2 separate regions of the Mus musculus genome follow, and region 2 is linked to region 1. A link is a contact called in public Hi-C data. All regions are on one chromosome and are shown on one strand. The core of a region is the stretch at or near the end of the contact, and the rest is flanking DNA. Distances in the headings are between cores, read along the strand shown.

Region 1 (6,150 bases), core at 2,524-5,023:
GCCCTTGTCCTCGCCCCCAAGTCTCCGCCTGCCACCCCCCACCCCCATCCCACCCTGTCCGTCCCATTGGGGTCAGCGCGCGGAACTCGCTCACCGCGCTGTCGAAGCGCATGAACTCCTCGCGGTTGAAGATGCATCTCATGATCTCATGCAACGTTGCGTCCCGTCCCGTTGTTCTCCGCGTTGCACTCCTGCAGCGTGCTCAGCAGGTAGCCAAGTCCTGGGGCGCTGGGACGCCACCAACCCCAGTCCCACCCCACTGAGCCCGCCCCCCCCCCCCCCCCCCCGCCACCAGCTCACAGCCTGGCTGCCTTTTGCCAGCTTCCCTCTCAGTCTGGATCTTTGAATACTATTTTTATTGATTGATGTTTCTTTATTTTTGAGACTTAGACATGATCATATCTAAACCCCCTCCACTTTCCCCTCCAATTCCCTGCAAATATCTCAACATAGCCCCTCCCTACTTCAGGTTCTCTCTCCTCTCTCTTTCTCACCTCCTCCCTTTTCTTCCCCTTCTTTCCCCCTCCCTCTTTTTTTCCTCCCTCCTCCTCTCTCTGTACCCTGTCTTTTCCTCTTCCTCCTCTTTTCCTCTAAGTTCAATTACTGCTGTCCCATCCTCTGGCGCATTGGACACGTACTAATGACATCACTTTCAAAAAGGAGCGATTATGGAGTTGGACAGAAGACTGGGTGATTAAGAGCACTGGCAGCTTTGAATTCCAGAATTCACATGGCAACTCACACTCCAGTTTAAGATCAAAGCCTGCGTCTGGCAGTCCTTACAGAAGTGGCGCTGCAGGGTGGGGGCGGGGCCGTGGGAGATGTACTGAATCCCTGTATCTATGGAGTCTGAGCCAGTCCACTTGGAGACCTCAAACGTCACCTCCTCACACCAAGGTGCTTTCCTTTCTGAACCAACATCTTTAATACTCCTGCATGCTGTACTACACACTGTATGTCCTGTCCCATGTGCCGGGAATGTGAAATAAACCCATAAACCCTAATGTAAAAGTTAATTCGCTATTTCATCTTCAAGTATCCATGTGGAAAGACTTAGTCTTAAAAGGTGTGGACTACATATGTAGAAACTCATGATGAAACTCACCACTTGGCATGATAGTTTAAAAAGTTAACTAGCGTCTGGAGAGGAGGACCAGCAGTTAAGAGCACTTGCTGATCTTACAGAGGACTTGGGTTCAGTTCCTAGCACCCATAGGGTTGCTCACAACCACCTGTAAGTCCAGTTCCAAGGATTCAATACCCTCTTCTGACCTTTGTGGGTCCCAGGAGTACCTATGGTCCACATACGAACATGCAGGCAAAACATTCCTTCACACAAAATAATACAGAACATAATAAATTCCCTTAGAAATAATGTAGAATGCCAGCTCTCATCTGAAATCCCAGGGCTAAGGATGCAGAGGCAGGAGGATTACTGCAAATCTTGGGACAACCTGGTCTAATGGGGTTCGGGAAGGCACTGCTCTGAACCTTAATCACTGAAAATCACCTCAGTGAAGCCCTAGTGGGCTCCCTCGTTCCTAGAAGCACTGGCTGGGTAGTTGTTACAAAAGAGAGGTGGGAGCCTCTGTGGGTCTGTCTCTTCTTACCAGTGATGACGGTTTTCTTGTTTCACTCCCTGAAAATTAGCATTTTAAAGCATATCCTGCCCCTTTTCCAGTCCAACAACCAGTTTCAACATAGCCCGTCCTGATCAGGCAAGCGAATCCGAAGATAAAACGGCAGGTGTTGTTTGTACCACAAGAGGGCGCTCTAGGCCGGTTTATTAATGCGTTTTAAAACTAGAAGCCTGGGGCTGGGAGCAGCTTGGCGAGGGAGGCTTGAAGCCTTGGTTGGGTTCCATTCCCAGCATTGCAGGTAATAAACACATTAAACTATATAATCTATTGTTTCACATAAAAGGATATTAAGCTTTGCTGTGGAGAGCAATTGAGAGGCTGAGGCAGGGGCATTGTGGAGAGCTGGAGGCCAGCCTGGACTCATCTTAAGACAAAGAGGATATTAAAAGTTAAAGGGGCAGGGCGTGGTGGCGCACGCCTTTAATCCCAGCACTTGGGAGGCAGAGGCAGGCGGATTTCTGAGTTCGAGGCCAGCCTGGTCTACAAAGTGAGTTCCAGGACAGCCAGAGCTACGCAGAGAAACCCTGTCTCGAAAAAACCAAAACCAAAACAAAACAAAACAAACAAACAAAAAAAAGTTAAAGGGCCAAGTCTTCTTCGTCGCATAGCTTCTGAGGCCTCAGTATTAACACACTGCTGGGGCTCCCAGTGCATTTGACGTAAGATTAATTAACTTTTCTACCATGTCAGGGGGTGGGGTGGGGGTGGAGCTAAAGCTGGGAGGAGCTAAAGCCAGAGACAGGAGCCCAGCTCCAGACAAATCTGCCCTGGTTACTGTAGCTACAGATGTTGGGAAGCCCTCCTGAGATGGAGGAGCACACAACCTGGGGTGCAGGTGCAGGAAGAGATGACTATGGGGTGTTCTGATGGTTCCCTCTGTCACCATAGTAACCCCAGAACAACTGGCCCATCCTGGTGTGCTCAGGAGGCCCTGCCTGGCTGGGGCGGAGGACAAGGGTTGTGTGGGAAGGCCTTGGGGTTCTGTAGCAGTCAACCCACACTGTGTCTCACTCAGCCCTGTGCCCAGGTCCCGACCCCCTCCCGTGAACATTCTCTCTCTCCCTCTTCCCCACCTGCCTCTCCTTGCCTCCACATATGAATCTTGTCATTTTAATTATTAGTTCTTATTTCTCCTCCCTTGTCAATAGTTCGTGTTTGTACAAGCAAGGAAAACAATTTTGAGACCTTCCTTTGGCAACACTTAATTTTTGTAAGCGGAAGTTATCCATGAAGGAGGCAAAACTGAACTGTGGGGGTCTCCCTCACCTGTTGCGGTCACTCAGTGTCCCAGATACACCGCTAAGCCTGTCCCTGGCGCCATCTGTTTCTGATCCCCTGGACCTTGAAGGTACAGTTCCCACAGCTGAGCTGTCCCTTAGTTGGGTCTCGCAGCCTTCTGTGATCATCAAGGACAAGTTCTTTCTCCCTCCTTGGCAAGTGCACCCAATGTGCAAAAGGTACGGGCTCCTGGCTCACCGTGCATCCGATGTCACCGAAAAAGGCACAAGGCTTCTACCCCACCCTGGGTGAGCAGAAGCCATTCTCTTAAAGCTGAGTCTGTCACGTGACCTGAGTCCCCTCAAGGCTGTGATGGAGAGGTAGAGAAACCCAGGAGGCTGAGCCTTCTGACCGCTCTGTAAACTTTGCCCTGCAAACTTATTCTAGAACTCCAGGCCCGTTGTCCACAGAATGTGGCACGCAGACCCCTTAGCATTTCTGCTGGGTTCACGGTTTCTATATTTCCGGGACTGGGAAAAACTGGCTGAAAAAAAAAAAAAAAAAAAAGCAATGCGGGTATGAGCCTGCTTTTCTAGCTGTGGGAGAAGCCCGACTGTTTCTAGAAGTGTGGTCCTATAAGAGGAAAGTCCTGAGCCAGGCTCTTCAGAGTACCCGCTCTTACCTGGAGTGGCCCCACCTTGGGTCTCTCTGGCTCAGCAACACCATCAAAGCTGCTGTCCAGGGGACCATAGGGACCCATGGGACCATCATGGAGCTGGAAGGGTAGCTGAAGTGAGAAAAGCAAAGGTCAGGGGATGGTGGACTCCTTAAGTTGAACTCCTGAATGAACAGCAGCGCCTATGACTGAAGTTGTCTGCTATGATCCCATTGGACAGAGGCTGAGGAAAAAACCAATGAGGCTTGAGCTTCCTATGAGTCATCAGTTACTGGGCTGATGATGGTAAGAGGACTGACAACCTAGTGATACAGATGAGATGACTGGATAGAAAGGAGGAGGGGTTCGTGGGAGACAGGACCACAGGGCACCATCCAATAGGGAACGGCCTGGCCCACTCCCATTGACTGCCAACAGAGGAAACACTGACTGGATGTCCCGCACTGCTTCCATGATCCCCAGCAACCACATGGCCGCTCACAATCTGTAACTCCAGCTCCAGGGAATCTGATTTTCTCTTCTGGCCTCTGTAGGCACTGCACACATGCACTTATACTTATGCAGGCAAACACTCAATATAAAATAAAAAATAAAGGAATCTAAAAGGACAGCAGCCACAACCATCATTTTACACATCACAGGAACCATCTGTGAAAATAGTTTTGCCTTTTTCTGAGAGACAAAAACATTGAAGCTAAAAAGATTGTTCTAAAGTAGTTCACCTAGTCAGGACTCAAGGTTCGAATTCATCCACAACTCTGAGCACAGACTGACTCTGTACATGTAGACCTTACAGCTGAACCCCGCCCGCCAGGACCCCATCCCGCTCTATGTGGCTGCCTCTATGGAGCTGTGTTTGGGACCTAGCAGAGCACCAGAGCCTGCCTCCCAGGATCTTATGACCTTCCTAGGATCACCATGCCTTCTTCATGCCTTCTTCCCTCAAAACAGAGTGTCTCGATTTGTTGTTGTGAGTCAGATTCCCCAGTGAGCCAAGCAGCTCTTACTACAGGGAGTGCTGTGGACTTTGGATGGCCACAAAGACCACACTTGAGATTATAAGCTGTGATGGTGCTCTGTCTCCTCCTGCTGATATCAGGAAGCACCAAGCACCAAGCACCCATCCAAAGATGCAGAGATGGGAAGGATTAGAATTCACAGCACAGGCTGGTGTGATGGTGCACACCTATAATCCTGGTTGAGGCTTGAGGTTTGGGAGTTCAAGGCAAGCCTCCGACACAAACGCACAATTAAACCAACCAACAAAACTAGGCTTTGTAACAAATACACCTGGCTCTAGTTTCTCTGCTGTTGTGAAAATACCCGAATGAAAAGCAATTTAGGGAGGAAACAGGGTATTTGGTGCACAGGTGCAAGCTATAGGTCCATCATTTCAAAGAAGTCAGGCAGGAACTCAATGGGTCAGCTACACCAATCACATCCTCAGGCAAGAACAAAGAGTAAGCAGTCAGGAGGCAGAACCCGGAAGACCTTCTGTGAGTTCAAGGCCAGCCTGGTCTACATAGTGAGTGAGTCTGGGGAAGCCAGGGGTATACGGTAAGAACTTGCCTCAAAATGAAACAGAACACACAGACAAACAAAAACCAAAGAATAAACACATCCTTAGTTGTTTCCTCTCAGATTGTTTTCTTCTCTTTTTTCGGGGTGGTGGTGATTGTGTTTGTTTGTTTGTTTGTTTGTTTGTTTGTTTTTGGACAGGATCTTATTGCATAGTCCCTGTTGACCTAGAGCTCTCTATGTAGACCAGGCTGGCCTTAGATTGATAGATGATCTGCCTGCCTCCACTTTCTGAGTGCTGGGATTAGAGGTATATGCTGTCTTGCCTGGGCACTTTCTCCATGCCTAAGGAATGGTGCCGCCCACAGTGGACTGGGTCTCCCTACATCAGTTAACAAGTCAATCCCCATAGACATTCACAGAGGCTAACTAGCCTAGACAATCCTCATTAAGGCTCTTGTCCTGAGTGATCTAGATTGTGTCAACTTGATGGGTGAGATTAACCAGTATAACCCATGCCTTGTCAACTTGACATATAAACACATTCCATGAGTGCATATGCATAGCCTTCCACCCTTGTCCTAAAAGTCTATGTTAATATAAAATTTAGTCCAAAGTCTTTAAAAACCCCAATACTTCAAAAGTTCAAACTCTCTTAACTGGTAGGTGCTATAAAATATAAAATATATAAAAAATAAAGTTACATACTAAGCATATTTATTCCCAAAAGGAAAAACTGGAGCATAAAAACAACCACTCCAAAGCAAAACCAAAGTCCAGCAGTACAAACCCAAGTCCCGTAGCATTGTATCTGGAGTTTTAGACTAACTCATAATCTTCTGGGCCCCAAAGGGCTTGAATAGTTCCAGCTTCCAGCTCTGCCATCCACAGCACACACAAGTTTCCTCTTAGGTCAGCTCCACTCTACATCTGGGGCTCTCCTTGGCAGGAGTCACATGGTCCTGGTATTGACAATATCCTAGGGTTCAGTGCAGCTGAGGCTTCATCTTCACTAACGGCCTCTTAGGACCCTGCGCTGCCACGCAACACTTGCTACTTCCATAACTATTTCTCTGTTTCTCTTTTTCTGAAAGAGGG
Region 2 (6,150 bases), core at 1,517-4,016, 1.1 Mb after region 1:
GCTGCCTTTTGTTCCACGGGGGTCTTGGGGGTCTTAATGGCCCAGGGGTATAAAGACTGAGATCTGGACCCAGAGACTTTAGGCCTCCGCAAAGAGATGGATGCAGACTTCATCCCAAGACAGAAATCACATTTCTTTTCCAAGCGATCTTTATTTCTCTCAATGACCCGTAGGGCGATTACAGTCACGGCTCCCGTGGGGAGCAGAGGTTCAGTGATGTAGCGACAGCCTGGTCACCAAATCAGCGTTATTAAGACAATTGGGTTAGATAAATATTTTGTTTTAAACATAAGCAAAAGAGGAGGCAACAAGGTAGAGAGGCCAGGTGGGGACAGCTCAGCTCCGTTTTCACAGAAAACATGTCTGTCTGAAGACAGCTTCCCACACTGGGTCCTCCAGGACACCCCGGCCTTCCAAATAAATACATTCATAAGCAAATAAATAAATAATAAATAAATAATAAATAATAAGTGCAAATATAAATAGAGGGGGGCTGGCTCTGTGAGGAAGGCTGTGCATTGCACCTCAGGGAAGAATCTGGAAAGGTCTGAAGGTAGGAAGGCCTGAGATCTTATCCAGCCTCATTCTGAGACAGAGGCAACCTGACCACTCTCCCTTTGCAGAACTCAGGAATGGACATTCGAGGCTCCAGTGAATTCGGAAAGCCCATTTGAGTCCTTGATGGTGGTGCATGAGAGGCCCACAGTCCAGGTCACTGTCCCAGCATCTTGTGTTTCTGAGTAGTTGTTGAAAGCTCTGAGCACAGAGTTGGACCCTGAGCCATAATCCCCTTTCTAAGTTAGAAGGATACAGACTGGGGGCTCTGAGGAGTAGACAATAAAGGGGTCAGAGTAAAGGGGTCAGAGTGGGGGCTGGGTAGAGAATGGATGAACACCCATTCCCTTCACAGAGCAATGACTCCAAAGTAGACCTGCCCGGACTCCGCAAAGTCTAAGTACTTGGGCAGATTGACCTCAGCGCTGAGTTGGTCCCCCTTCTCCAGCTGGAAGACTCCTCCCAGGTATATGGGCTCATACCAGGGTTTGAGCTCAGCCCCCTCAGGGGTGTCCTTGGGGCAGGGGCTCTTGACGGCAGAGAGGAGGTTGACTTTCTCCTGGTATGAGATAGCAAATCGGCTGACGGTGTGGGTGAGGAGCACGTAGTCGGGGCAGCCTTGTCCCTTGAAGAGAACCTGGGAGTAGACAAGGTACAACCCATCGGCTGGCACCACTAGTTGGTTGTCTTTGAGATCCATGCCGTTGGCCAGGAGGGCGTTGGCGCGCTGGCTCAGCCACTCCAGCTGCTCCTCCACTTGGTGGTTTGCTGAGGGGGGGGGGGAGGATTGAGTCAGTGTCACCCTCTTAGTTCACACTCCACATCCTGAGCCTCAGCAGCTACCCACACTTCACTTCCGGTTCCTGCACCCTCTGTCTTTCCACATCCCATTGGCTATGAGGTCCCGGGTGGCCCCCTGATGCCTTGCTTTTGAGTCACTGCTCTGACTCTCACGTGCTGTCTCTAAGAGCTCTGTCTTTTCTCAGCCTGGCTCGACACCCCTCAACCCGCCCCCCAAAATCATGCCCCTTCATTCTCAAGGCACATGTAAAGAAATCTTACCTACGACGTGGGCTACAGGCTTGTCACTCGAATTTTGAGAAGATGATCCTGGAGGGGAAGAGACAAAGGCAAGGATGAGCCTTTTAGGCTTCCCAGCAAGCATCTATGCACTTAGACCCCTTTCCTCCCAAACCAAAGCTTTAAGTTCTCCCCCCACCCCATCTCATCCCATGCCTAACTGCCCTTCCTCCATCTTAAATTAAGAGAGAGGTGTGGGAACACTTACTGAGTGTGAGGGTCTGGGCCATAGAACTGATGAGAGGGAGGCCATTTGGGAACTTCTGTGTAGGAAAAGGAGGTTAGTTAAGACAGACTCACCCCAAAGGAGAAGCCTCCCGGCTGATTGCCCCGCTTACAGTTCCTCTTTGCCCCACCCCACCCCCCAGCTTTGTGTTTTTCTTCTTCATTCATTCATCTGTCCAACCCACGGCTTCTTTCTGCGGTGCCCTCTGTGCTTGATCTCCCGTTATCTCCCCTTCATCTTCCTCCTTATCTCTCATGCCTCTCTCATTTCTGTCTCTGAGTTTTATCTCTTGCTTATCCCCTCTTCCCCTGGCCACATCTTTCCAGATCTCTCCACGTGTGAACACACTTGTTCGTTCATTCATCTCTCTGTGCATCCGACGAAGGATGTTTAGTCAGCTGGACGCATGGGTCCGAGGTCCTGACTCTGTCCCCTCCACACTCTCCTCCACCTTGCCCTGCCCATTAGCCCACTTCTTTCCCTCACACTGTCCTTCTTGCCCTCCTAACCCGTTTTGCTTGTGAGCGAGAATAAGGGTTGCCCAGACACTCACCTCATCCCTTTGGGGACCGATCACCCCGAAGTTCAGTAGACAGAAGAGCGTGGTGGCCCCTGCCACAAGCAGGAATGAGAAGAGGCTGAGACATAGGCACCGCCTGGAGTTCTGGAAGCCCCCCATCTTTTGGGGGAGTGCCTCTTCTGCCAGTTCCACGTCGCGGATCATGCTTTCTGTGCTCATGGTGTCTTTTCTGGAGGGAGATGTGGCGCCTTGGGCCAGTGAGTGAAAGGGACAGAACCTGCCTGGTTGGCTGCTTGCTTTTCTGGGAGCTATTTCCAAGATGTTCTGGAGTTTCTGTTCTCCCTCCTGGCTAGTCCCTTGCTGTCCTCGCTGAGGGAGCTTCTGCTGGCTGGCTGTGCAGACGGCCGCCTTTATAGCCCTTGGGGAAGAGGGCGGGGAAAAGCTCTCATTCAACCCTCGGAAAACTTCCTTGGTGGAGAAAACCATGATCTCATGTGGAGGAAGCGGTAGTGGCCCTACACCTCTGTCTCGGTTTCTTCTCCATCGCGGGGGCAGAGGGTTTGGAAAGTTGGGGACACCCAGGCATCAAGGAATCTCCTCCCCGTCGTCCCCACCAGGATTCTGTGGCAATCTGGGGCCAATCAGGAGGGTGTGTGTGTGTGTGTGTGTGTGTGTGTGTGTGTGTGTGTGTTGTATAGGACCCTGAGAACTGAAACCCATTTCTTCTCTGTCCTCCAGAGCTAATCATTGTCTGTTTCTTTGTAGAAAGACCATGCCTGTGTCTATTTCCTTTTGATTTCTAAATGGGACATCCATGGGGGAGAACTTAGCATGGGGGGGTGCTTCTGAAAGCTGGGTGCATAAGGGGGGAGACATGATATTGAGGAGGGAAAGCCCCCTGTTTGAGTTCTTGGAGGAAGTGGCTGAAGGCAGAGCAGCTTGAGAGTTGGGAAGTGTGCATGGGCTTTGGGAGGGCTGGTGGGGGGGGTAATGGGATGAGTATGGGGCAGCCCCAGAGGGAATGAACTCAGCCCTGGGAATTCACGGACCTCACAAGCCTTCTCCTTTCACTCTGATCATGAGCTCAGGCTGCTGCTTTGGGTCCCTGCTCCCAAGTGAGTTTTCCACGGAGCCTCTGCCATATCTTGACTGCGGTACATCAACTCAGACATTTAGGTCCCACAGCCCTGCTTCCAGGATTTCTCCCAATCCGTATGACTCCCCGGTCTTCCAAGGATTCCCCTCCCCCACCCTCCCACTCCTAAACACTCTCCCACCCTCCAGTGGAGTCACTTCTCCCCAGAACCCTCATCTCTCTCCACCCTTGGATGGATCTCCCTAGCTCATCCTTTGGGTCTCCTCCGGCAGTTAAGCTGCCTCACTCCCGTGAATCCACCATGTCTCTGGGAGCTGCCTGCTCCTCATGTCTCTTTGCTCTGCCCGGATCCCATGGACCAACTGAGGCCTCTGTCCCCTGCTCCACTCCTTAAAGAGACCAGGAAGTTTCTCCCCCAACGCAAGACAGACACAAGCAGACAGAATCTCAGAGAAAAGAGGTTTATTGGGTTTCACAGATGGTGCAGGGGGTCCCTGTGGATGTCTAGCCAAGCAGTGGCTGGCTTTTAGAGCTTCGTGCTTTCTTCTAGAACCCCTTGGTCACCCACATCTAATTCTCTCGCCATCTCTCTCTTAGATGGGTCCTGTCTGAGGTGAGACACCTTTGTGTCTGGGACCTAGTTGTCATCTGACGGCTTTCTATTTTTCCCCTCTTTCTATTCTCTATAAATAAATAACTTAACTTTTCTCTCCATAAATAGTCAACCTTCCCCTGTTCCCAGCCACCTCTCCCATGTCTGTCCCTCCTTCATGTCCAGGTCTCTGTCCGACCTAGACCCACAAAAACCCTGCTCTGTGCAGGAACTTCTAGGTAGGCTTGAGTCGTCCCCTGAGCATCTGGAGTGGCCCTGGGGAAGATGTAGTCCCCTGAAGTGTCTCAGACTCCCGTGAGAGCTCCAGGTTATTTTAGTGGGGAAGGCTGGAGACTGTGGGGATGTGACCCTTGAAACAACGGTCAGGATGGAGGCCTGGAATCCAATTCTTGGGTTTCTTTAGAATCTACAGTGCAAAGGCTCCAAAGAATACACTGCTGGGGCTGAAGTGTAGATGGGAGATGCCGTCGGTGTGGGTGGACAGCTGGTCTCCCTTACTGAGCAGGAACACAGCCCCCTGGTACATTGAGCGCACCCACGGTCCTTGAAGTCCCGGATACACAGACTTCTGCGCACTGAGGAGAGGCACATGGAAGGGGTATTGGGAGGAAAAGAGCTGGACCTCGTGTGCCAGGTAGATGGGAGTGGGAATGGCCCTGGGGGAGCAGCTTTCTCCAGAGAAAACCACCTGGGAGTAGACAAAGTAGAGGCCACTGGTGGGGATCAGGAGGGAGTTGTTGCTCAAAGAGAAGCCATGTCGGAGAAAGGCACGATCCGTGCTTGCTCTCCAGAGCAGTGAGTTCTGCTTGCTGGGGTACCCTGGGAAGAGGCACAAGACATTGGGGGGCTATCAAGATCAGAGGTCCCCATCCCTGAGGGAGCAGGCACTGGACAAGTGGGATGGTTGGTAGGGAGATGGGAGTGGGGTGCCTGCCCTTAGGGGTAAGAAAAGTTGGTGTGGGGAGATGGGAAGATCGCCTGAGCCCCTGGGCAAGTAGGACAAAAGGCAGGGACTGGACCTCTCCTCTGGAGGCAGAAGTTTACCAACAAGGTGAGCAGCAGGTTTCAGGATGCCATGGGTCAAGTGCTTCTGAGGGAGTGGATGGGCTGTCCTGGCAGCGGAGAAGCGGACACCAGAGAGTCCCTGGGACAGAAGAGAGTGGAGAGGACTCTAGGACTCTGAGTTAGCTAGGCCACCCCAGCACCCCCAATCTCTTGCTGCCTCACCTGGGCCCCTAGAGGCAGGGCCAGCAGCAGCCCCAGGAGGAAGACAGGAGGGGTGCCAAGCACCCTCAAGAGGTGGAGACGGCCGAGCAGTGTCATGTGGAGAACCTGCTGAGAGAGAGAGAGAGAGTGTGTGTGTGTAGCGGAGGCGGGGCACACAGCGGAAGACAGACCTTACCTCCCAGCTGAGACAGCCACCCTGAGAGACAGGGCGACAGACAGAAAAGGGGACAGGCAGGGGAACCCTGAAGTGAGCAGGGATAAGGAGAGACAGAGGGGAAGAGGAAAGCTCCACCATAGAATCAGACAATGGCTAACAGAGGCAGAGAGAGAGAAAGAGAGAGAGAGAGAGAGAGAGAGAGGGAGAGAGAGAGAGAGAGAGAGAGAGAGAGAGAGAGAGAGAGAGAGAGAGAGAGAGAGAGACTGATAAGGCCGCCACAGGAACAGACCAAAAATCAAAGCCACGACAGGAGGACCAGACCCATTAAGGCTGGGGATCCAGGCAGGTTGTATAGAAAAGGCTGTGGCTCAAGAAAGGAGGTAGGATCCTGAGGGATGCCTGATACCAGGGTAAGCCCAAGGAGACAGGGTAGGAGAGGCTCACCTGCTGTGCGGGGTCCTGGGCGCTGGCGCTCGGGTCCCTTTATAGAGGAAGCGGCAGTGTGGCAGGCAGCGGGCGGGTTCTAGGTCGGGGCTGGGGCTTGGGGAAGCCCCCAGGGCTTAGAAGATGCTGCTGTTTCAGTCGAAGGCAGGAAAGGCTGGGGCCTAGGAGAGAACCGCAGGCTAAGGGCTTAGACTACTGCGTTCTGGGAAAGGGAGTCGGGTCCGGGGAACTG

Evidence for each region. Hi-C and Micro-C count contacts between places; a contact is called where the count stands out from the background.
Region 2: a Hi-C map of B cells shows a contact between it and region 1, with 7 read pairs. The contact joins the promoter of Tnf here to the enhancer-like site in region 1. A contact is called at or near these places in 3 of 39 promoter capture datasets (liver and pre-B cells), 1 of 484 Hi-C or Micro-C datasets (B cells), 1 of 115 datasets of contacts at active chromatin or transcription factors (pancreatic cancer cells) and 1 of 9 other capture datasets (embryonic stem cells).

What each region holds. Positions count from the first base shown.
Region 1 is chr17:34,075,993-34,082,142 of GRCm38.p6, forward strand. It overlaps the pseudogene H2-Pb. Among named protein-coding and RNA genes, the nearest start is that of H2-Oa, 13 kb to the right of the region's middle. Within about 2 kb of position 3,774, at least 106 of the 459 cell types and tissues checked have an H3K27ac peak or open chromatin away from gene starts, as enhancers often do. A contact at or near this core is called in B cells, where this site is marked.
Region 2 is chr17:35,199,241-35,205,390 of GRCm38.p6, forward strand. Tnf (tumor necrosis factor) reads right to left here and starts at 2,767. Exons shown (of 4, transcript NM_013693.3): 1 at 2,415-2,767; 2 at 1,844-1,898; 3 at 1,618-1,665; 4 at 127-1,323. The coding sequence starts at 2,600. The coding sequence ends at 905. Lta (lymphotoxin A) reads right to left here and starts at 6,111. Exons shown (of 4, transcript NM_010735.2): 1 at 5,919-6,111; 2 at 5,318-5,422; 3 at 5,135-5,234; 4 at 3,925-4,909. The coding sequence starts at 5,413. The coding sequence ends at 4,497. Mir6974 (microRNA 6974) reads right to left here and starts at 5,317; the gene lies at 5,235-5,317.